Linked DNA regions of Oryctolagus cuniculus: region 2 is linked to region 1. A link is a contact called in public Hi-C data. All regions are on one chromosome and are shown on one strand. The core of a region is the stretch at or near the end of the contact, and the rest is flanking DNA. Distances in the headings are between cores, read along the strand shown.

Evidence for each region. A called contact is a pair of places that touch in the nucleus more often than the background predicts.
Region 2: a Hi-C map of an unstated tissue shows a contact between it and region 1, with 4 times the contacts expected there. The contact joins the promoter of CDKL4 here to the enhancer-like site in region 1. A contact is called at or near these places in 2 of 6 Hi-C or Micro-C datasets (liver and an unstated tissue).

Annotation. Positions count from the first base shown.
Region 1 is chr2:163,300,437-163,306,000 of mOryCun1.1, reverse strand. All of the region lies in intron 5 of LOC103347699 (a long non-coding RNA gene), which reads left to right. Among named protein-coding and RNA genes, the nearest start is that of MAP4K3, 110 kb to the left of the region's middle. Within about 2 kb of position 2,945, at least 2 of the 8 cell types and tissues checked have an H3K27ac peak or open chromatin away from gene starts, as enhancers often do.
Region 2 is chr2:163,632,921-163,638,484 of mOryCun1.1, reverse strand. CDKL4 (cyclin dependent kinase like 4) reads right to left here and starts at 2,107. Exons shown (of 12, transcript XM_070069210.1): 1 at 781-2,107. It overlaps MAP4K3 (mitogen-activated protein kinase kinase kinase kinase 3), which reads right to left. Exons shown (of 35, transcript XM_051842965.2): 35 at 4,621-5,564.

The DNA.
Region 1 (5,564 bases), core at 1,696-4,195:
CATTTCTCATCTCTTATTAGAAGTTCAAGTTTCCATGTGTAGAACCTACTTTTGGCTTTTTGGGCCCCTACTGTAATGAGTACACAGGTTTTTGTCATGGTGCCTGCTATACTATGAACAACTCACAGGCATGGCTCTGCCTTATTCATCCTGATATTGCAGCCACTGGGATAATGCCTTAGGCACCATAAGCATGAACACGTGCTCGCTGAATGAATGAATGAATTGAACACAGGATAATCTTGCATCAAACCCCCCCCCCCCCAATCTTGTTGGGAAAAAACCCAAAACCTGAAATCATCCTAGTGAAGAAGACAATGTTGCATGTATTCTAAAGGGGAAAAGCTTTCAAGGGCCTTGTGTTTGAGAAACAGATAGGCAGACTTTGAATGCCAGGTGTGACTTAAAAGCTGAATAAAGAATATCATATCACACAAATGTGTGAGTGCTGACCCACTGTGTTCAGTAGGCACATTGTACTCCTCAGGTAATTTCTACTTTTCCATAAAGTCTACTTTTTGCCCAGGATGAAAGGTTATTATTAGTTGTCATTATTATTCAGCATTTCTATAGTGTGTGTTTTCAAAATTCTGTGTTTTTCATTCTTCATGAGTAAGGCAGGTGACAGGTAATGAAAGAGTGTTTATATATTCACACACGTAGCTTGTAGTCAACAAATGTTTATGGTTTGTTATGAAGTCAGTGGGGGATGGGCTGGGGCAAACTTGTGGGAAGAAAACCATCCCCTACTTTTACAGGAAGGAAGTTTAGGGACAGGAGAGAGAGGGATGTGGAAGACCATGAAGGTTGGAGGGAGAAGGAAGAAAGAATTCCCCTTTCAGCAATTCTCAGGGTTGTGTGTACATTATGTTTCTTTGTCCTTTGAAGAAGTAGATCCTTTGGGAAACTCCACTCTCCTCTCTTCTCCTCTCCCTTCCCTTCCCCCACTCCCCTCTCTTCCTCTCCCTCCTCTCCCCTCCCCTCCCCTCCTCTCTTTTCTTTCTTTGTTGTTAAGACTTATTTTTATGGGGCCAGCATTGTATAATGGATAAAGCCACCACCTGTGATGCTGGCATCCCATATGGGTGTTCCTTCATGTCCCAGCTGCTCTACTTCTGATCCTATTCCCTGCTAATGGCTTGGGAAAAGCAGCAGGCAATGGCTCAGGTGTTTGGACCGCTGCCACCCACATGGAAGACCTAAATGAAGCTCCTGGCCTTGACCTAGCCCAGCTCTGGCCATTATGGCCACCTGGGGAGTGAATCAGCAGATGGAAGACTTCTCTCCCCCACCCCCGTGTAACTCTGACTTTCGATTTTTTTTTTAAATTTTGATTTAATTTGTTTAATTTTTATTTGTTTGAAAGGCAGAGTAACAGATGGAATAGGAGGAAGGGAGGGAGGGATGAAGGGAGGGAGAGAGGGAGAGAGAGAGATGGATCTTTCATCCTCTGGTTTACTTCCCAAATGACTACAATGGTCAGAACTAGGCCAGGCTGAAGCCAGGAGCCAAGAACAATATCCTGGTCTCCCAGGTGGGTGCAGGGGCCCAAGCTCTTGGGCAATATTCTATTGCCTTTCAGGCACATTAGCAGGGAGCTGGATTGGAAGCAGAGCAGCAGGGACTCAAACCTGATATGGAATGCTGGTATCATAAGTGGTGGCTTAATCTGCTGCACATAACACCAAACCTAGACTTGCTGTTTGTTAAGAGCAAATTGTTTTGAGATATCTTTTATGAGTTTGGTGGTCAGTTTCCAGCATTGTACTTATGCTTTTCATATCACCTCTTTCCAAAGCTGGGGAAAAAATACCAGAGCAAGAAAAATTCATTGGCATTCAGAATATAAAAGATGGATAGTGAAATATTCTTATAGAGAGAATTACATTTAGAGTAAGGTGATAAGGAAACAGTTGACCCTAAGGGTCCTTAGTGGCAAGAAGGGACTGAATATGGAGTTGAGAAAGGGTGCTAAGGCTTGAATATTAGTTTGAGTGTTGAATGTCTCTCAGAGGCTTATGTGTTAAAGGGTTGGTTTCAGAGGGGTGGCAGAGGAGGAACCTGGGAGGAAGTGGAGCCTAGTGGGAAGTCCTTACATCAAGGTGTGTCCTCATAAGGTAGTTCTCATGACAGTGTTGTTGTAAGAGCCTGAGTTTGGGCCCAGTCACTGCCTCTACTTCCTGGCTCACCATGTGATCTTTCTTCCATTTGTCGTTGCTGTTGGCTACTCTTATCAGAGACTTGAACCTCCAAAACTGCGAGCTAAGGAAAAAGTGTCTCTCTTTAAACTTATTTGCCTAGATATTTTCCTTTAGTAGTAAAAACAGAAAACAAACAACAACAACAACAAAACCTAACAATAAAAATCAAGAGGGGGGTATTTTTTGAGAATCTTACTCAGTGGCTTGCTCTGTTTCTGCCAGTTGGGAAATAGGATGTGTTTTAAAGGTAGGGATTTGGAGTAGGTGTTGTTGGATTAAGAAAGAATAATATATTAGATCCCTGGTAAGTACTCAGCAGTTCCTCCCTCAGCAGATGACATTTCTCTGTTTTGGTTTTGTGGAGCCATGACCACAAATATTTGTCTGGAACACAACTTAGAAAAAAAGGAAGATTGAGAAGATAACAATACAAATCCTTCCAGCAATTTGTTGACTGAGGATGTATGAAGATGCTCAGGGAACTGTCATGCCATCCACAAAACACCTATCTCACCCTGGCTCTGGCAGGCCAGGTTAGCCTGGGGCCAAACATAAAGGCCACTGAAGAGGTGAAATAACCAGCCTGGTACTCTCAGCAAAGTGGCAAAGCAGATTTCTCTTTTCCTGGATAGAGGCTCAGATCCAATCACCATCGAGTGTGATGAGGATTAAATGAGACAATGTCTGCCAGAGCCACCTACACAGAGCCTCACAACCAGCAGATGCTTAAAATAAAGATTTCTTTCCCTCCTAAAACTTCACAAGGGCTTGGAGTGGGTGCCTATAGATTCTGTGTCTTGGATAATGGCTTTGTGTCATGCAGGTATTTTACACATTTGGAGTCATTGGAATCTTGGATTCAGAGATGCTCCAAGTTCTTCATTTCTGTTTGAGATAAGCCATAGCTATGTATGCAACTCAATTTCCTCATTTTTAAAATAGCTTAGTGCTAGGAAATAATTTTGTGATTCAAATGAAGAAACACAGACCATATCACTTCCTTAGAAAATAATTTTAGGGGCCGATGCTGTGGCGCAGTGGGTTAAAGCCCTGGCCTGAAGCGCCAGCATCCCATATGGGTGCCGGTTCGAGACCCGGCTGTTCACTTCCGATCCAGCTTTCTGTTATGGCCTGGGAAAGCAGTGGAGGATGGCCCAAGTCCTGGACCCCTGCACCCATGTGGGAGACCTGAAAGAAACTCCTAGCTCCTGGCTTTGGATCGGCGCAGCTCTGGTCGTTGCGGCCAGTTGGGGAGTGAACCATTGAATGGAAGACCTCTCTTTCTCTCTCTGCCTCTACTCTCTTTGTGTAACTCTGACTTTCAAATTTAAAAAAAAAAAAGGTGGTAGAGGAGGAAGGAGGAAGGAAAAGGAAGAAGGAAGAAGAGAACTCCCATCTGCTCATTCACTTCCCAGATCCTCACAATGGCTGGGGATTGGACCAGGGCTTAAATCAAAAGCCATAAACCTAATTCAGGTCTCCCACATGAGTGACAGTCGCCCAATTACTTGAGCAATCACTGCCACCTCTCAGGATCTGCATTAGCCCAAGCTGGGTATTGTACCTAGGCACTCTGGTATGGGATGTGGATGTCTCAACTAGTATCTTAACTACCAGGCCAAGTGCCTATCTCTGTAAGAGGCTTTGGCTTCCAACTGTTTCACTCCCTAGTAGCAACTTAATAATATCAACAGATTTTTTTCACTATTGTGACCACCTTGTAACCAGGCAGTTCTACCTACCTCATGTTCCTAGCCATCTATCCTTTTCAGTACCATATCCATCTACTGTGTGCTGCGCACTCTTTCATTATGCTTTCATAGTCAATCTCTACTTCTCACCTGGATTCTTTTTGCCAGTGTGAAAGCATGCACAAGTATCCCACTTGTGGTGGGGTAAAGTCAGTGGAGACAACTCTTCAACCCTACATTCCCCCAAAGTTTTCACATTCTCTTCTTTCCTTTACAGAGGCATATAGAAAGAATATATATACTTGCTTATCTCTGTTCACTTCCCTGTGTCAGGCCAATGTCAGGCTGAATTCTGTCTCATCAGCCCAACAAAGCAGCCTGTGTCTAGGTCATTCACTTTCCTTGACCTCTTGATAGTGGTCTACACTGTTGACCATACCTCCTCCTGGACCACTGTCTTTTCTTGGCATTGATAATAGCAGGCTCTTTTGATTGTCTTCATCTTCTCTGACTGTTCATTTTCTGTCCCTTTTGCAACCTTTTCCTATTTTTCCAGGTCAATAAATATTAAAATACTCAAGGCTCAGTCCTAGACATTTTTTTCCTTCTTATTCCATGCTTTATTAAAGGCATAAAATGTTTTCCCATCCAGGTCTTTCCTCTAAGCTCTAGATCTACATATCTAATTTCCTGCTTAACATCTCCATGTGTTAGTTTCACAGGCATCTAAGTCATGACCCACCCCAAACCAACTCTTCATTCTCCTCCCCTGCTGCTTCCCCAAATAATTTCATGTTCCCTATCTCACTGGAGGGCATCATTCACCATTGCTATGTAGACTAAAACTTGGAGTTTCATGACCCTTCCCTCTACCTTATCCTTTACATATGATTTTGCCCTCTCAAACTCTACTGAGTCCATACTCTTACCCCTACTTCCACTTTCATTATCCTGATAATCTCTTCCTTGTTGCTTATAAAATCTCCTTATTGAGCTATCTACAATTCTTTGGACCCCTACTTTCCATAATGTCTCCAGAGTAATTTCTTCCTTCTCCATGTCTTCTACCCCACCCCACACACACCATGTTCAAATGTTTGAATGGCTTCCCATTATGGGGTGCAATATTCCTTAACATGACCACAAGTCCTGCACCTATCCAACTTTATATGTACTCTTACTCAGCCTTGCTCTCTTCACTCCAATCACTTTGGCCTTCTTGCTGTTCCTTTCATTTCCCACACCTCCTTCACCGATTGTGCTTTGCCCAGGATGTGCTTTCCCCTCTGCATTTGTAACTTACGCCTTTTCTTCAAATCTCAGCTCAGTCATGGCTTCAAGTCTGACTTCTTTGACCTCTTTGATCAGGGCAAGTCTCTACTGTGTGACCCTGTGTCCTTCTCCTTCATGAGTACAACTATCAGGTTATATTTGTTAGTAGGATTATTTGGCTAATATGTATTTCTCACTCACTGTAGACTCCCTTAGTGTAAGAACTGTGCCTGGTTTTCTGTACTTAGATCCAGTATAAGGCCTAGTACCTATTAGATGTTCAGTAAATGTATTTGTTGAATGCATGAATGAATGAAGACAGACTTTGGTTTTCTATTATTTCTTTGTCTCCTTCTTCTTCTGGCTGCTGCACCCATCCGCTACCCTTTGTCTTGGCATC
Region 2 (5,564 bases), core at 858-3,357, 330 kb before region 1:
AACTCAAGAATGTTACAAAATATTCGATTCTCAACAAAATTCTATAAAAAAAGCAAAGTCAGGCATAGTGACTACAGAAAGACACTTGAATGGATCATTAAATTCCTTGGGGAATTTTCTATTTAATTTTCTTAGTCACAAGGATTTGCAATACGATGCACACAGAAACAGAACACTCCAAGGGATGGATTGTTTTCCATGACTGTATCACAAATCAAGTCCCCGGGGCTCACATAAGCCTAAGGAATAGAGCAAGAAAGAAAAACAAATGGGGAGAAGCCGGGCGCGGGACAGACAGCGAAAAACCCACTGATTTCTTCATCCATTAGATTCTAGGAATGAGGGGAAAAGGGAGATTTTCAAGACCAGGCCCGATCCGTCTGGGATTCGACAGGCCAAAACTTACAGCCTGCTACGCTGTTCGGTTTCCAAGGAAACCTAACGCATTTATATTTAATAAAAACTGGTCAGGAAGACGGGTTGTTAAAGCAATCTGATCTGAGTTAAACACAAAATACTGAATTCCCAAGGTAAACGCACCCCTTCCCACACGTGGGCGACCCGGGCTGCCCACTCGGCCGCCTCCGCGGCCGCCCTGCTCCCGTGGAACCCGCCGCCCCGGCCCCTCCGGCCCCTCCGGCCCCTCGCCTCCTCCCCTTCCCCCTTCTGGGCGCTCCTCTTCTCTCGGGGGCTACTCGGGTTCCCTCAGCCGGGAGCCTCCACCCCACGCCGACCCCTCCGGCCCCACCGCCAGCCGCGGCGGCCGGAACCCGCACTTACGGCGCGGGCAGGGGCGACGCGGTCTCCAGCAGCCCGAGCAGCCGCAGCCCGCGCGGGTCGCTGTGAGCAGGCGGCCGGCGGCGCAGCAACTCCCCAGCGAGCCGAGCCGCCGCGGCGTCTCCGGGGCAACCGGGACGCTCGGGCCCCGCGGGGCGGCGGCTTCCGGAGCGGGTTCCCCGGGGCCGAGGCGAGCTCAGCACCAGGGTGGGCGAGCGCTCCGCAGAGCCCGAGGTCAGGGTGAGGGCTCGGCAGGGGTGCGCGAGGGCGGCGCACCGGAAACTTTGATTCCTTTCTCCTGAACGCCGCGGGCAACAAGAGCGCGGGGATGAAGCCCAGACAGGCTAGACAGACACTGTTTCGTCGGCTTCTCCGTGAGGGCAGAGGCCCTCTTGGGATCGCCATAGTGTCCCAGTAGCCTTTCCGTGACAAGCAGTGAGCTTTTCAGCTGTGGCCCACTGATGTCGCTTTCATTCATCAGCAAGCATCGCACTCTAGGAGTGACTCAGAATAGGGCACAGGTTTGCCACTCAGTAGGGAAGAAACTCAAGCGAACAACTAATGTTGAGTGCTATATGGAGATAGTTATTACCCTCAGGAAGGAGAACTTTGCCAAAGCTAACCTACCTTTTTTGTCCCTAGTGCTAATTTAAAAACGCAGAATGTATGGTAACCAGCCCTCGCACACTTTAGTTTCAGCACGAGTAAAAAGCTCCCCACATTGGTCAGACCTAGGATGTCCTTAATGCTTGCTCTTCCTCCCTCAGCTGTCTTCCCTTTTTCTTATCCATATTAATTCTCCATTTCCTTAGAACTATGTTCAGATCTCCTCCCATGTTTAGCAAAAAATCAGACTAGAAACAATCATTTCTTTTGAGACCAAACATTTCCACTGAACTCCAATCTACGCATCAGCTTACACCTACCCATTTCTTTGACTTCTGCCTTCATTAGGCCACAGAAAAGCTTCCCGTTCAGTATACAACCAGTCAGCTTATGAAGAGACCTACTCGTCATTTTTCATCCCCAGGGTTGTACCTGACCTCTGCAGTTTCCGAGGCTGCCGACTTCCAGCCACTTTGCTCATAAGGAGGCTCTTACATTCGGGCCCATCTTTGCACTCGAGCTTCATGCCATTTCTAAGCCATGCTGCATTCCAGGGCACTCTTTCTTGGACATGTGTTAGTTTGCATATGCTTTTGTTTAGGCTACAGCCTTCTATCTGCCTGTGGTAAATACGTTTTCTTCTATCAACAACCTGGTTTATACATCTTTCCACATAAAGACTTTGATTTTCCAAAGCAGAATTACTCACAGCCTTTAGATCACTTTCTAATACTACTCACTGCCATTTACCTTTATTCATCCAAGTGTGCTCCCTGGATAAATACTGGCTGGGAATTATGCCTTTTCCTTCTTTTCTCCAGTGCCAGGAAAGTGCCCGAATACACTGTAAACAACCAATACATGTTGGTTAAGTACCTGTCTCCTAAAAGTTAAAAAAAAAGTGTTGTGATGAATTTCAACTAGACTAATTTAATAAGCATTGTCAATTTAATTTTATGTAAATCTTTTTGTCCTTATACAAAACACTGAATAAGAAAATGCTTTTGGGTAGGGTCAAAAATATTAAGACAGTAAATTAATATTTCTCGTTGCAAGGAAACGGTGAAAATTAAACTTGAAATTCAAACCCTGGAGTGTCTTCAGAGGGAAAAATGCTTGCATGTATTTTAATGGGGAGAGAATATACTGCATGCATTTTAAGTAACAGTCTAGCATAGTAGTTAATGCAATATACTTTGATTCCAAGCGCCTGGGTTCAAATCTTGGCTCTACTACTTACCAGCTACAGTCTTGGGCCTCAGCCTCTTCATCTGTAAAATGGAGTTAATACCCACCTCACCAGCTGTTCTGGGGCTTGCGTAGGGCTACTTAAGCATGCAGCAGTGTACCTGGCACACAGATACATGCAGTGAACACTCATCATTACACACCAAAGGATATTCTTAGTGTTTACTCACTTTTCACAGTACGTATTTCCACCTTTTTGCCAATAGAGGTGAAGCCTGACTTAGTCTGTCCTCTACTTCTTGGTCTCTACTGAAATCAGAGACCTACTTGCAAGATGAATGATGCCAATGGCCTACAAACAATTGATATTATGCTTCTCAAAACCAATGTCTATGCAATTAGCTAATGAGATGTAGCCTGCATTTCAATGAAGATGAGAGACTGTTCCCAATATTTGAGTGGCTCTCTTCCTTTTTAGCACATAAAGATCAACAGACAAAAGTTCTTGGATGGAGCCTGGAAATTTGCATATTTAATTGGCATCAAAGAAGATTCTAAGTAGGTGATACTTGGACCACACCCAGAAACATTGATTTAAATTTAATCCCACTGGTGGTTTTCACACCGGAATGCACATACAACTTTATAAAAAGAGGTTACTGTGCTTCAATCTCAAAGATTATGACTCTAAGGATATTTTTAAAAGCTCATGGGTAGTACATAACCAGCTGGATACTTTATTTTCTGAAAATATTTTGAACTGCTTGACAGTTAAATGCAAAGCTTAATTTTTTTGAGATTTGACCCTTTATTTACATGCCTTAGAAACCAGCAAAAAAAAGTAGGCCAGAAATAGGATCGACAACCTTGTCAATAAATGCCAAGAACAGAATCCTGATTACTTGAAAGCCTTTCTGTGTTTTGCATCAAAGTGATAACATTATACTAGTAAAGCTGTTTTAAAGCACAGCCATCAGTTATTAATGCTGATTATTCACAATGTACTTAATTGCAATGATTATTAACATCTACACAATTTTAGACATGGAAACTGCTCTACAGTAAAGCAAATTATCCGAGGTCAAAGTGATAGTGTCATAAGTAGTAATAGAAATGTTTCTTTTGGCCTCTAATCCAGTTCTTGCCACTTAATTTTTCCATTTCTTACCTCCATAACTGCATTCCATAACCTCTCCCTTTCCAGGCTGTTGGCACATTTTTTCTCTAAAGCGTCAGTAAACATCTAGGCTTTGAGTGCCATACTTTTTATAAACCATTCAACTAGGCCAGCGCCACGGCTCACTAGGCTAATCCTCCGCCTAGTGGCGCCGGCACACCGGGTTCTAGTCCCAGTCGGGGCGCCAGATTCTGTCCCGGTTGCCCCTCTTCCAGGCCAGCTCTCTGCTGTGGCCAGGGAGTGCAGTGGAGGATGGCCCAAGTGCTTGGGCCCTGCACCCCATGGGAGACCAGGAAAAGCACCTGGCTCCTGGCTCCTGGCATCGGATCAGCACGGTACGCCGGCCACTGAGCGCCAGCCATGGCGGCCATTGGAGGGTGAACCAACAGCAAAGGAAGACCTTTCTCTCTGTCTCTCTCTCTCACTGTCCACTCTGCCTGTCAAAAAAACAAAACAAAACAAAAAAACAAAAAAAAAAAACCACTCAACTGTAACACTGTAGCACAAAAACAGCCACAGACAAACAATATGTAAATGAGTATTTTTGGTGTTGTGATTCAATAAAACTTAATTTAAAGAACAGGTAGACAGGTAGGTTGGACTGGGCTAAGGCCTGCTCTAGCCAAAAACTATGAATGTTTAATTGATTTTCTGATCAGGAGGCTGATAATTCTGCAAAAGACATGCCATTCTTTAATAAATATGGGGAATATTAAGGCTTCATGAAATTGAGATCAAAATAAAGATCATGATTTGGGGGACCAGAATTGTGTATTGAAGGATTTAAGTGCAAAACAAATCATGTCCTGCTCTTTAATGTATTTCAGGGTTACTGCATACAGATTAAGCCAGAAGACAGCTACTATACAACAGCATGTTAAAAAACATGTTTATTTTACACTATATACAATCAGAAGCATATTTAAAATCATTTTCAATTAAAATAAATGAAGACCATAAATCACAATTTAGTTTGTTCTTAGTGTATATACTCACATTAAAATATAAAGAACATATACCAAAAAGAGCCAAAAGTGTGCATTTTCTAGAACTTGGTATATAATACATATCCCATTGGAAAAAAGCAATGAAAAATGACTTTAACCAAAACTAAGTCCTGTGATGTGCAGTAACCATTATATTGTTTGTATGAGGTAGTAACTAAATTATTTTGGCCATGTGTTAATACTCTAAATCAAAAGAAATATGAAAATAATCATAAAATAAGGCCAATGAAAGTAAAAATTCCACTAAAAATTTGACCCATTTCACTCTATGGAATGTTACAGTTCTTCAATGTGATATATGAAATGCTTAGTGTGAAACCTTTAATAATGCTAATTTATTCTTTGTGCATTCTGTAATTCAGACAACAGTTTCAGTGTTACATTATGGTACCATTATTCTGTGATTTAAAATTTTTTCAAAGGTACTGTTTTAAACACAGACAAGCAATCTTACAGGATTCTGCTTAAATATAAAAAGACTAGTTACTACAACAGGTGGTTAATTGGCTTGTTTCAAATAGAAAACAATCCAAATACATTTAAAAAAGATGTGTGGAGCCAAATGCATATTGACAATGTCACAGCTTACTTTTGTGACTTAATACATCACATATCAATACTCTGTGCAAATATAAACACCAGTGTACTTGCATTAAAATTAAAAACAAGATTATAAAATGATTACAGCCTCCATTACAATTTTAAAAGTTACAAGATTTATATTCATATTACTAAATTACATATAATAAAAATACAATAGTGTTAAATGTACTGTTTCATTGCCAGCATCCCATTTTGTAATATAACCA